Regions from separate parts of the Mus musculus genome. Here region 1 is linked to region 2. A link is a contact called in public Hi-C data. All regions are on one chromosome and are shown on one strand. The core of a region is the stretch at or near the end of the contact, and the rest is flanking DNA. Distances in the headings are between cores, read along the strand shown.

What was found. Hi-C and Micro-C count contacts between places; a contact is called where the count stands out from the background.
Region 1: a contact with region 2 is called in a Hi-C map of the N1E-115 cell line, with 4 times the contacts expected there. The contact joins two enhancer-like sites. A contact is called at or near these places in 2 of 15 datasets of contacts at CTCF or cohesin (liver and stem cell-derived epiblast-like cells), 27 of 484 Hi-C or Micro-C datasets (the N1E-115 cell line, Sertoli cells, cardiomyocytes and 14 more) and 2 of 115 datasets of contacts at active chromatin or transcription factors (both in astrocytes).

Annotation. Positions count from the first base shown.
Region 1 is chr15:72,049,036-72,054,250 of GRCm38.p6, reverse strand. It overlaps a transcript of Col22a1 not described here. Among named protein-coding and RNA genes, the nearest start is that of Col22a1, 17 kb to the right of the region's middle. Within about 2 kb of position 3,415, at least 10 of the 459 cell types and tissues checked have an H3K27ac peak or open chromatin away from gene starts, as enhancers often do. A contact at or near this core is called in the N1E-115 cell line, where this site is marked.
Region 2 is chr15:71,982,835-71,988,020 of GRCm38.p6, reverse strand. All of the region lies in intron 4 of Col22a1 (collagen, type XXII, alpha 1), which reads left to right. Among named protein-coding and RNA genes, the nearest start is that of Col22a1, 49 kb to the left of the region's middle. Within about 2 kb of position 1,825, at least 4 of the 459 cell types and tissues checked have an H3K27ac peak or open chromatin away from gene starts, as enhancers often do. A contact at or near this core is called in the N1E-115 cell line, where this site is marked.

The DNA of each region.
Region 1 (5,215 bases), core at 2,166-4,665, 65 kb before region 2:
ACTCTGGCCTTCCTACCTACAGTTCATCTGGGTCCTCTGAATTATCAGTCATTTCTACTGACGAATTCCCGTAAGAGTCTGCATCTTATGGTTCTGCTTCTTGTTCTCTTCCGAATGGTGAGTGCTGTGACAAGAAACACCGCATCCCTTCATTTGTGTGCCTCTACTACCTTTACTGTTCCAGACACACAGCACACAGTAGGTTCTCAGCACATGCTGGGCCCTCATTGTTACAGGGTTAGCTCAAGGTAAATCCATCAGGGATCTTGCCTAGGCATTATTCTTGCTGCTAAATCATTCTCCCAAATTGCTTTAACAAATTGGTCATCTCAGAATTTGATGTTAGATTTAATGTCCTTTTTTTATTAAGTAGAAAAGAAAGAAAACCATTAAGATAATGACTAAGGACATCTTGATGAGGTGACATTGAAAGAGCATTATCAGGAGGCCAGTCCCTACTTCAGAGACTCCTCATATGACATTATTGAATTTGTAGTTGTATGGCTTTCTGGAATGAAACGGAACCTTGAAGCTGTTTGATTGAATCTCTTCATTTTAAGGAGGAGGGAGGAGCTCCGGGGTTTGGGAAGAACTCTGGACCACTTTCATCAAAAGCGAGAACTATCTCAGTCCTCTGGATAAGCCAGGCCTGAAAATAGAATCCTATTTATAGTCTATCAGATAAAGGATGACAATAATTACTGCAGAAAGTATTCCTCTCAAATTCCTGTCCCCTCCCCAAATATGGCCAGTTCTCAGAGCCCCTCTGTGTCATGCCCACCAGTCTCTCAACCATTTGTCTCACTTTCAGGAGCAGAACGTCCTCCCAGATGTTAGTCCTTCTGTGTTTACGTTGCTTGCACAGTCCCATATTTACCCTGCTGTTAATTTGTAGTTTTTCAACTGCTTCCCCAACAAACAAGGGTGCCTTGAGAACTATTAGGCCAAGGCTATGCCACTGAGTCACCCAATGACTGGGACCATGTCCCTTTCAATCTCTGTGTTTAGGACCAGAGTGTTGCAGCTTGTAATTAGGATTCAAGTACCACCTGCCCTATGTGAGCTAATGATCTCCAACTCTTCATTGCATTATCTCTCATCTCCACGGGACTGTACCAAGAAAGGACCGTCTCCCCCAAACCCAGACAAAACCAAGGGAGAGTGGTTAGATTACCTGAAAGTTGAACAAGTTAAAGAAAGCAGAAGGGCAGATTTAACTCCAATCTTTTGATTCTATGTCAGCTTCACTCTCAAAGATTCTTTAAGTTGGGGAGAGCTGGATGGGGGATGGGGATGCTAATGCAATCTATTGCACCTGAATAGCAGCTGTTGTGTGGCAGCATCACAGGCAGAAACTGTTAGCTGAATCCAGGCAGCCCTTGATAAGCACAAATGTTGCACTGTACATTCAACAGCCACAGAATGAAAGAAGTTACATCCATACCAAACATGTGTAGAGCTTTTTCTTGTCATCTTCTAAATAATACTGTACACAACCCATTTTCAAGCCCTTACATTATGTGAGGCATCGTTTAAGTCGTCTAGAGAAGGCTGACAATATAGAGGATGCAAAACGCTATACAATCCTATGTAAGGAACTCGAGAAGTGGCAGGTTTTGATTTAGAGTCCTGGAGCTAATCCTTCACAGAGCCTATGGGACATATATACAATATATTTACACGTATATATTATACTCGTAAATATGCATGTCTGCTATAAATGTAAATACACACACTGATCCATACACATGTTTATGTATAATACACATGAACACAAGACTATTCTTTTCAATAACTATTCACTTGTATATCTTAAATGTCTGTCATTTATATTACATATTCAAATATATAATGTATAAGACAATATAATATATAATTTGCCTTATAAAATCTGGATGTCTATTTTATAGTATGCACACATCTTTATTACAAAATGTCACTCCATCCAGATGTCTGAGAGTCCTGTGTCTTCCTGTTGGGTGGCAGTGGCATACATCCTGTGTACATGAGGAGCATAGTGGACACTGAGGGCTCATGCAGAGCTACTGGGTACATCAGAAGGCCATGCCACAGTAGCACTGTGAGTCACTACACTGGGAGGATTGACCTTAGCATCCTTTTCACCTACAGCAGGCATCATGGAGACAAGATTGTGCACATACCATAGGGGAGATATAAGACTACTGACAAACAGAAAATAGAAGCTCAGGTGGGAGGTGACCCCAATCTAAGCAACAGAAAGGGTATGCCTGGCATGGGATTCAGGACTTTGGGCTCTTCTTGGCCTTCAATGCATCCTCTACCTGGTCCTTGTGTCACTTCCTGGGAACCACTGCAGAATGTGATAAATGGAACAAGATTGCCTTGTAGGCCCCGATTCCTTCTTCTACCTTTCTGCATCTCAGGTCTCTGTTCTCTCAGCTCCAGAGATGAAGAATCCAGAGACATTCTCTCTTCTCATGCCTGCATAGCTCATACAAGAGACTCCAGAGGCAGATGCACTGAAGAAGGTTCAAATATGGTAGAAGGGCAGGCAAGTGGCCCTGGTACCTGGCAGGCCAAGATCAGAAAACAAGTGAAGATTTTCCTTCTGTCCAGCAGAGGGAGCCCAAGGACTCCCTGATGGCATGTGAAGGTCAGGGTGATCAAAACATTCTCAGCCTCATTGGGCCTGTGTGTGTTTGTGTGTGTGTGTGTGTGTGTGTGTGTGTGTGCGCGCTAGAAACTTTGAAGAAGCGAATGTTCAAGTCCCACAGGCCATCAGACTGAAGTATCATCTGCTTAGGGAAGGCCGGTCTGTTGCTTCATTCAGACTTCGACTGGATGAGTCAGCTTGTTTGAGAGAGAGAGAACAGTGTGTGTTTCTCAACATCAATGGGCTTAAATGATGATGCCCTTTGAAAGCTCCTCAGAGAAGTTTCCAGAATAATATTTGACCACACATCTCTGAGCCCAGCAGAATGGACTATAGAATTAATTATCCAAAGTCAGAAGTGCAACCAAACCTTTCCTCTCTGGTATACCCCATGCAAATGTCCCTTAGATGTCTGTATTAAAGTAGCCTATTGCTGAGACCCTGAGGGGTCCATGAAGGGAAGAAATTCATTGGCTGGTTTAGCTGTTGTGTAAGCTTCATAAACCCCTGGTGGGCATAGCCTGAAAGTGGCCATACACGGATCATTAAGCTGGTATCATGTCGAGTGAGCTGTGGTTGGGTGGTGGTTACAGCTGGCGGTTATGCCTGGGAATGGCTCCCTCTGGTCTGTAAAGGGGCAGGCAGATGCAGGCATACAGAGTAATTAGGGCCGTAATAAGCAAGGCAGGGTGGTGGAAATGTGCAGAAAGCAAATGCTGGCAACTCCTAGGGGCAGCCATTCACCAACTGCCTCGTATTTGGAAATGTGTCCATTGTGAGAAGCACTTTGCTGTATGTGTGAACAAGATTGAGAGAGTCCACTGACTGTGGCTCATGCAGACCCGGGACACATCCTGAGCCTGAATACTACTCCCAGAGACCCAGACCTCCAAAGGGCAACTGGAGGGGGTGAGACAAAAGGGGCTTCTAGAAAAGGCCCTGGGTGAGAGGACACCGGATCTTAAAGTGTTTAACCTCCCTTCCTCTGCTATTTGGAACTGTCCCTTCCCCTCTTTCCCCCAGCCGCCCCCCACCCCCACCCCCCGGGGAAATCACTGCTTTGCAGACACCACAGGCATGATCACACAGTAGAAGAAATCTGAGATCACAACCCTGGAAGAGGTCACAGCTCTAGTCAGGAACCATTACTCCTACTGGCACCAGGGGGCGCTCTCCCACCAGGAATCATCCCGACAGAGCCATACATATGCAGCCCTGGTCTGGACGGGACTCTAGAAAAGATCTTTCACCCCTCTCTGTACTGGTCTGGCCCTTTGTGGCAATCCATGGAATGTGACCCCTCTTAGGGCTTGGGCTGGTCTGAGATTGACATCTATCTATAGGAAACCAGAGAAGGCTACCTTAGTCACTGCTGTGAAGAGACACCATGACCAATGACCAAGGTAACTCTTATAAAAAAGAAAGAATTCAATTAGGGGCTTCCTTATAAAAGTTAGTACATTATTGTCATGGCAGAAAGCACACAGACAAATGTAGAACTGGAGAAATAGTTGAGAGTTCTACATCCTAATCTTCAGGCAGCAGGAAGAGAAAGGTGCTGGGCCTGGCATGGGCTTTTAAAATCTCAAAGCACACCCACTTCCCTAGTGACATACTTCCTCCAACAAAATGATACTTACTCCAACAGGGCCACACTTCCTAATCCATATAACCCTTTCAAAGAGCTTCACACCTTGGTGATTACACATTTAAGTATATGAGTTTACAGGGGGTCATTCTTATTTAAACCATCACAGTAGCCTAGTGGGCCCTCAGATAAGAGCAATATACCTCCAGTTGTTAGATCCTCCAAGTCTCTGTACTGGGGTACCTGGCTTTCTCTTGACTGTTCCATCACTCAACATGGGCCCTCTCCTCCTAGTATCATGGTGGTAGAGCACTTTGCTTCAAATGGAAACATTCTGTCATGGAATGAAGTTCATTAAGCCTAGAAAGTTCTGAAGGGAGGCTCATTAAAACCCAGACATCAAACAACCCACAAGCCTCAGGATGTTCCTGAAACCAGATTTGCAAAGTCCCTTCCTCCCCAGGGTTGTAAAGCAGGAAGAACAACTGAAGAGGAGAGATCTGTTGAGCTACCTGAAAGCCATGCAGAGAACTCTGGGGTTCCAGCTTTCCTGATTCACTATCCATGTTTGGGTGAGCTTTCAGGGATGTAGTTCCTGCTAGCAAAGTCAACTTCGTGAACCAACGAGTTCATTGCATTTACTTGCAGGAGTATGGGTGAGGAGTTGCTTACAGGAACTACATCCCTGAAAGCTCACCCAAACATGGATAGTGAATCAGGAAAGCTGGAACCCCAGAGTTCTCTGCATGGCTTTCAGGTAGCTCAACAGATCTCTCCTCTTCAGTTGTTCTTCCTGCTTTACAACCCTGGGGAGGAAGGGACTTTGCAAATCTGGTTTCAGGAACATCCTGAGGCTTGTGGGTTGTTTGATGTCTGGGTTTTAATGAGCCTCCCTTCAGAACTTTCTAGGCTTAATGAACTTCATTCCATGACAGAATGTTTCCATTTGAAGCAAAGTGCTCTACCACCATGATACTAGGAGGAGAGGGCCC
Region 2 (5,186 bases), core at 576-3,075:
TCCATCTTCCTTGGGTTCAATCCCAGCTGTGTGCACAGCTCCCTTCCTGGTCAGCCAGCACCTGAGGTTGAGACTATGTATGATGCAGACATATCCAGTCTGTCCTTTCTATGTGCCCAGTGGACTATAGCAATGCAACATCTGTATCTTTGAGCCTGAGGAGTTTTGTAGGAGAGGCTTCTATGCCTGTGTGGGGAAGAACTGACGCTCCTTGAAGCACCTCCCACCATGACAGTGCAGAGCCAGACCAGTGCACGATCCTTGGGGTGACTTGTAGATGCATAGCAGACCCTGGCTCCCAAGGCTTTCATGAAGGATTCAGTGTGATAGAGTGTGAGAGTCTGCTGGGTAACTAGCTGCATGCTTTAGTCGCCTTTGCACCATCTTGCCCACCCAAGCAACTCCAGTTAAACTTCTGCTACTTTTGGAGTAAGCCACAGCAGACAGAGCCAGCCAATCTGTTCTTGCTGATTGGGTGTATGACAGGCAGTGATTACTCAAGGGTCCTGTCACTGCCACAGTTTCTTTGTCCAACTCACAAGATGAAGGTGACTTTGACTGGTTCCCTTTGATAACTCAGATGCTTTGTAGTGAGCTTGTTTGTAGCTGAGACGCTCTGCCCAGGGTGGGAAAACACTGCAGAATTTGAATTAGACATTTCCACTTTGTGCTTTGGTGATCCCCAGCGGTGCTCTCAGACAGTTCATTATCCATTTCTACCAGGGGAGTGCGCCTATTCAGTTCTATGCAGGGCATCTTCCTTTGAAGTCCCTTTCAAAGCCCATTCTTACCTGGCTGCTTTGTCTGCATTTTGGCATTGTGAGGCACATGCCTCTAGAACAGCATTTCCCAAGTAATTTATTATTTGATGTGTATGCCCATGATGGGAGCATTTATGATAATGGTGACATTGATAACATCAAGGGCAGCAGCCAGCACCACTTACTGAGAGCCCATGCATTTTCTCCCTTAACTAACATGGCAGGTGAGATGCACATTGTACTGGCACGGTTGGGAAATCTGTGTGATGCACAGTGATCACTCTAGGGTTCAGAGGGTAGCTGCTTCTGCATTTTATTCCAAGCCAAGCACTCCAATCTGAAGGTATGAAAACCATCTACTTCCTCTGCAAGCACATGAGCTGTTTGAAATCAGGACCTGTCTCTCTCTGCATATTTGTCTATGTCCTCAGGGTATGGGGTAGTGCCTCTTGCATGTGGAAAGAATTTAATGTATTTTGAATGGATTAATGGATAGATAGATAGATAGATAGATAGATAGATAGATAAAATGAAAGAAAGAAAAGCTTAAAGTTAAGTGAAAAAACGTAAATGAGTGGAAGGAGATTGGATGAATGAACCAAAGATTAAAAGATGGATCTGTTGGGAGATGATAAAGGTATGAAGGAGGAAAGGGGGTAATGGGGCAGAAGATGAAGGAACAGATGACTCTAGCACAGGGTGTGTAAGTCAGAGGAGTCCGAAGCTTTCCTGTCCTGCAGACTAAGAGCGTTATGGTTTTGTTTCTTTTCTGTTTCTTGCTGAGGGATTCAGAGGGTGGGATGTGTGTATGCATGCCTGTGCATGTACTTGGGTGTGTTCTGGATCTGGCTCATGTCCATGTGTATGTGATCATTTATGTGACTGTGCAGAACTTTGAACAAGTGGCCTTATCTGTGGTATATGAGGAGGAACCATCTGAAAATTGCTTTGGGTGCTTGGATAGATAAGAAATTCTCTGCTATGAATCCTCTTCCCTTCATTCACAGCCAGTGGAGTCCTGACACCTCCCCTTCCCTCTGTGAGCTCCCAAAGATGAGTCACAGTATAGGATAGGGATCTGGGGAATATCAACACAGACAACAGTTTCCTGTGTGTGCCGCTTTGGATGCACAGATACCCTGCTTTTTCTTCAAAGTCATTTAATAAGTACCAGCCTCAAGAAAGTGTCCCAGCTACATTGTGGCTGAAGAGGGAGTTATAGAGAGATTATCCTCCAGTTTGTCAGTGGCGTTGTAATTGATAAATCAAAGATGCCTTTTTGGAAAAAAACAATGCAGCTCTCAAAGTCCTTGCTTCCAGACATTTTCTTAAATATCTGTCACATTTTAGGGATCATTCAGCCTGGGAAAGTGAGGCTAAAGACAGACTAGACAGTGGTGGCACACGCCTTTAATCCCAGCACTTGGGAGGCAGAGGCAGGTGGATTTCTGAGTTCGAGGCCAGCCTGGTCTACAAAGTGAGTTCCAGGACAGCCAGGGCTACACAGAGAAACCTTGTCTCGAAAAATTAAAACAAAACAAAACAAAACAAAACAACTCAAGACAGAATAGACAAAGATATTGACATTATATTTTAGATCAGCCTGCAGCTGGTTATACAGATGGCTGCAGATTAAATTTCTGATTTCTTTTGGATCCCATTTGTACAACAGGAGATCTGAAGAATGTTCTGAGAGGCCCCAGTTCTAATGACTTCTCTGCTAATCCTTTGTTCCTGTAAGTGTTATACATCTCCCCTGCACAATGGCCTAGGTCTCCCTTTCTGTGGTCAGCTGGGTGGTGATGAGGCATTGCAATGCCTGAGATGCTTCCAATTAAAGAACTGCTGTTCTAAGATGTCAGTCCACCTGGCCTTAGAGTCAGTTTACCATCCAAGAGCTTTCTGGCTTCCTCTGAGCCAAACCCTTGAGTTTTTTGTTTGTTTGTTTGTTTGTTTGTTTGTTGTTGTAGGTAATTCAGTACCCACCCTCTGTTGTCACTTAGTAAATTGCTTGTTATTGGAAGTTTATCTCGCTCAATTCTTTGACTTCATTGAAACCAATAAAGACGTTTTTGGTTTTTGGTTTTTTTTCTTTCTCTGTTTTCATTTTCTTTTGAGACAGGGCCTCTTGTATCACACACAAGCTGATCTCAAAGTCAATCTTAGGTAATGATTGGTGCGAGGGAGTACAGTAAAGAAACTGCAGAAGTGCAACTCCATTACGGGGAGGTTTTTATTATGGATAAGAGAGAGAAAACATTGGGAGGCATCAGGAACAGTCTAGCGCAGTGGTGGGGGATGAGGGAGTGAGAGGATACTAGAGAATGTTGGGTTATAAGGAGGATGAGTAGCTGGGGGAGGGAAGCCTATGAACTGGAGCAGCCTGGGAGTTTGGGGAAGAGGCAGGGTGAGCAGGGCCAGCATGGGCTTTGAGATGTAGAACAAACACATGTGAAGAGGGGAGTTAAGAACCTGGAGGCTAGCATGGACTTTGACATGTTGGAAGCTGCCACTTGTGTCAGTGGAGAGCCATGTGTCTCCTTTGCCAGAGACAGGGGAAATGGCTCCTTGTAGTGGGCAGATGTCTTGTCTCACTAGTTCCTGAGGAATAGTGTCTTCTATCTAACCACTGGAAATCCTTCTAGAGTCCACCTTGAGCTCAATTTTGGAAATATGGACTGCCTGAGACCTAACAATGGTGGCTTTGAATTTCTGGTTGCTTCCTGGTCCAAAACCGTGTATTCCAAGGGCAGAGAGTATTGTAGCTGTCATAGATCCTGGCATTCAAAGCAGCAGTGGAGGCTGAGTAACCAAAGCATTCTGTAACTTCTGGGTTTCTAATCAAGACCAGGTCCAGGTGTGTCTGAAGGCAGACACCCTCTTTCCCTTTAGGCCTCCCCCATTTGGCTCCTTAGTGTCATCTAGGAGCTTTTCTAGAGGTTCAGTCCCTTTGCCATAAACCCTAGGGCCTCCAATATACTGTGTAGCATCCTTTCTCTAGGCAGCAGCCCTTGACAAGAGGCAACTCCAGACCATGACTGACATGAACCACTAAGACACTGCTCAGATCACTTTAAGGGCTGGCCCAGGTCATTACCATTCTAATCTATTCTACTTTTCTCTGAGCACAAATACGTCCTACTAGGTCCCTTGTCCTTGTTCCTTCTGGTATTGGTTTGAGGACCATTCAGAGGCTTCTAGGTCAGACCCCACACCCCAACAATCTTTTCTACTGCTGGGTCCCTTCTGTGTACTTCAGGAACAGGGCCTGTGTGCAAGCCCTGTGGTTGTCATAACCTGTCTAGAGCCTCAGGGTACCTGGCCCCTTTGCCTGTAGGTGTGCTCAGATGGTGGTCCCTGGGGCACCCAGCCAGCTCTTACTCCAAGTTGGATGGGGAGTATAGCACCCTGACTGCAGAAGGGATTGGCTGCACTCTTAAGAGTTTACCTCCCTCAGTTGTATGCCACAAGCTTTACAGCAGTTCATGGCCTGCCTTGGTCATTACTTGGAGTCTGGTCCTGCATAGTCAGGATGGTGCTATCTCTGAGGTAGAAGGCTCCTATGTCATGGATTTAAGAAGATAGATAGCTACAGGTTCCCTTCACAGACTCCAGAGAGAACTGTTGGCATCCTCTGAGTGACTACTGGGCTCTGGCTACCTTCAGGAACCTTATGACACCATTGGATTTAAATGTCTTGTTAGCCCAATAAGAAATCATCTCTTTTTTCTAGTTAAGAAGGCAGGCTCAACAGAGTCAGGCAGCTTCCATAGAGTCTGTGAAGGGATAGAGAGCTTTGGCTTCATGAAATATTCTGAGAACCTTCTTTCTCCTGGTGTGCATGAAAGTGCTTCCTTCTACCTTGTCAGCAGACAAGGTTTAGGTTGCATCTCCAGGCATGCTCACTGAGCCAAAGGTTCCTTCACTGCATGTATACTGGACATTCAAACTTGCTGTTACACAGGCAGTGCAGTGTGCTTAGAAGGTAAGCTGGCCATGAAGAATAATGTTAGAATGAAATGGATAGTTCAAGGCACTAACAAAACATGAAAGGCAAACAATTTCAAGCTCCACCCAGATTACAGACATGAGAACTCACGTCTAGGGAGAAAGTGAGTCAGCTAAGGTTCCAGAAGACCAGGGCCAGGGAGACCCAACTTTCCATCTCCTTCTGCTAGTCTTGTTCAATGCTTCCTATGGGAAAGGAACTACTCCTGCTGTCAGTCAGGGATGAAAGTTACTCAGAGCAACTGGCACTTAGTGAGCATTTGGTGTGGTCCTCCAAGCTGAAGTTCAAAGGGAGACATATAGTGTCATGGGCTCCCAAGTCTGAATTCCATCACACTGTCAGCCTCTATCTAGCACAGGCATTGCTCTCTGGAGGTTTGGTAGGCGTAGGCTGCAGGACTTTGCAACTCTCCAGAT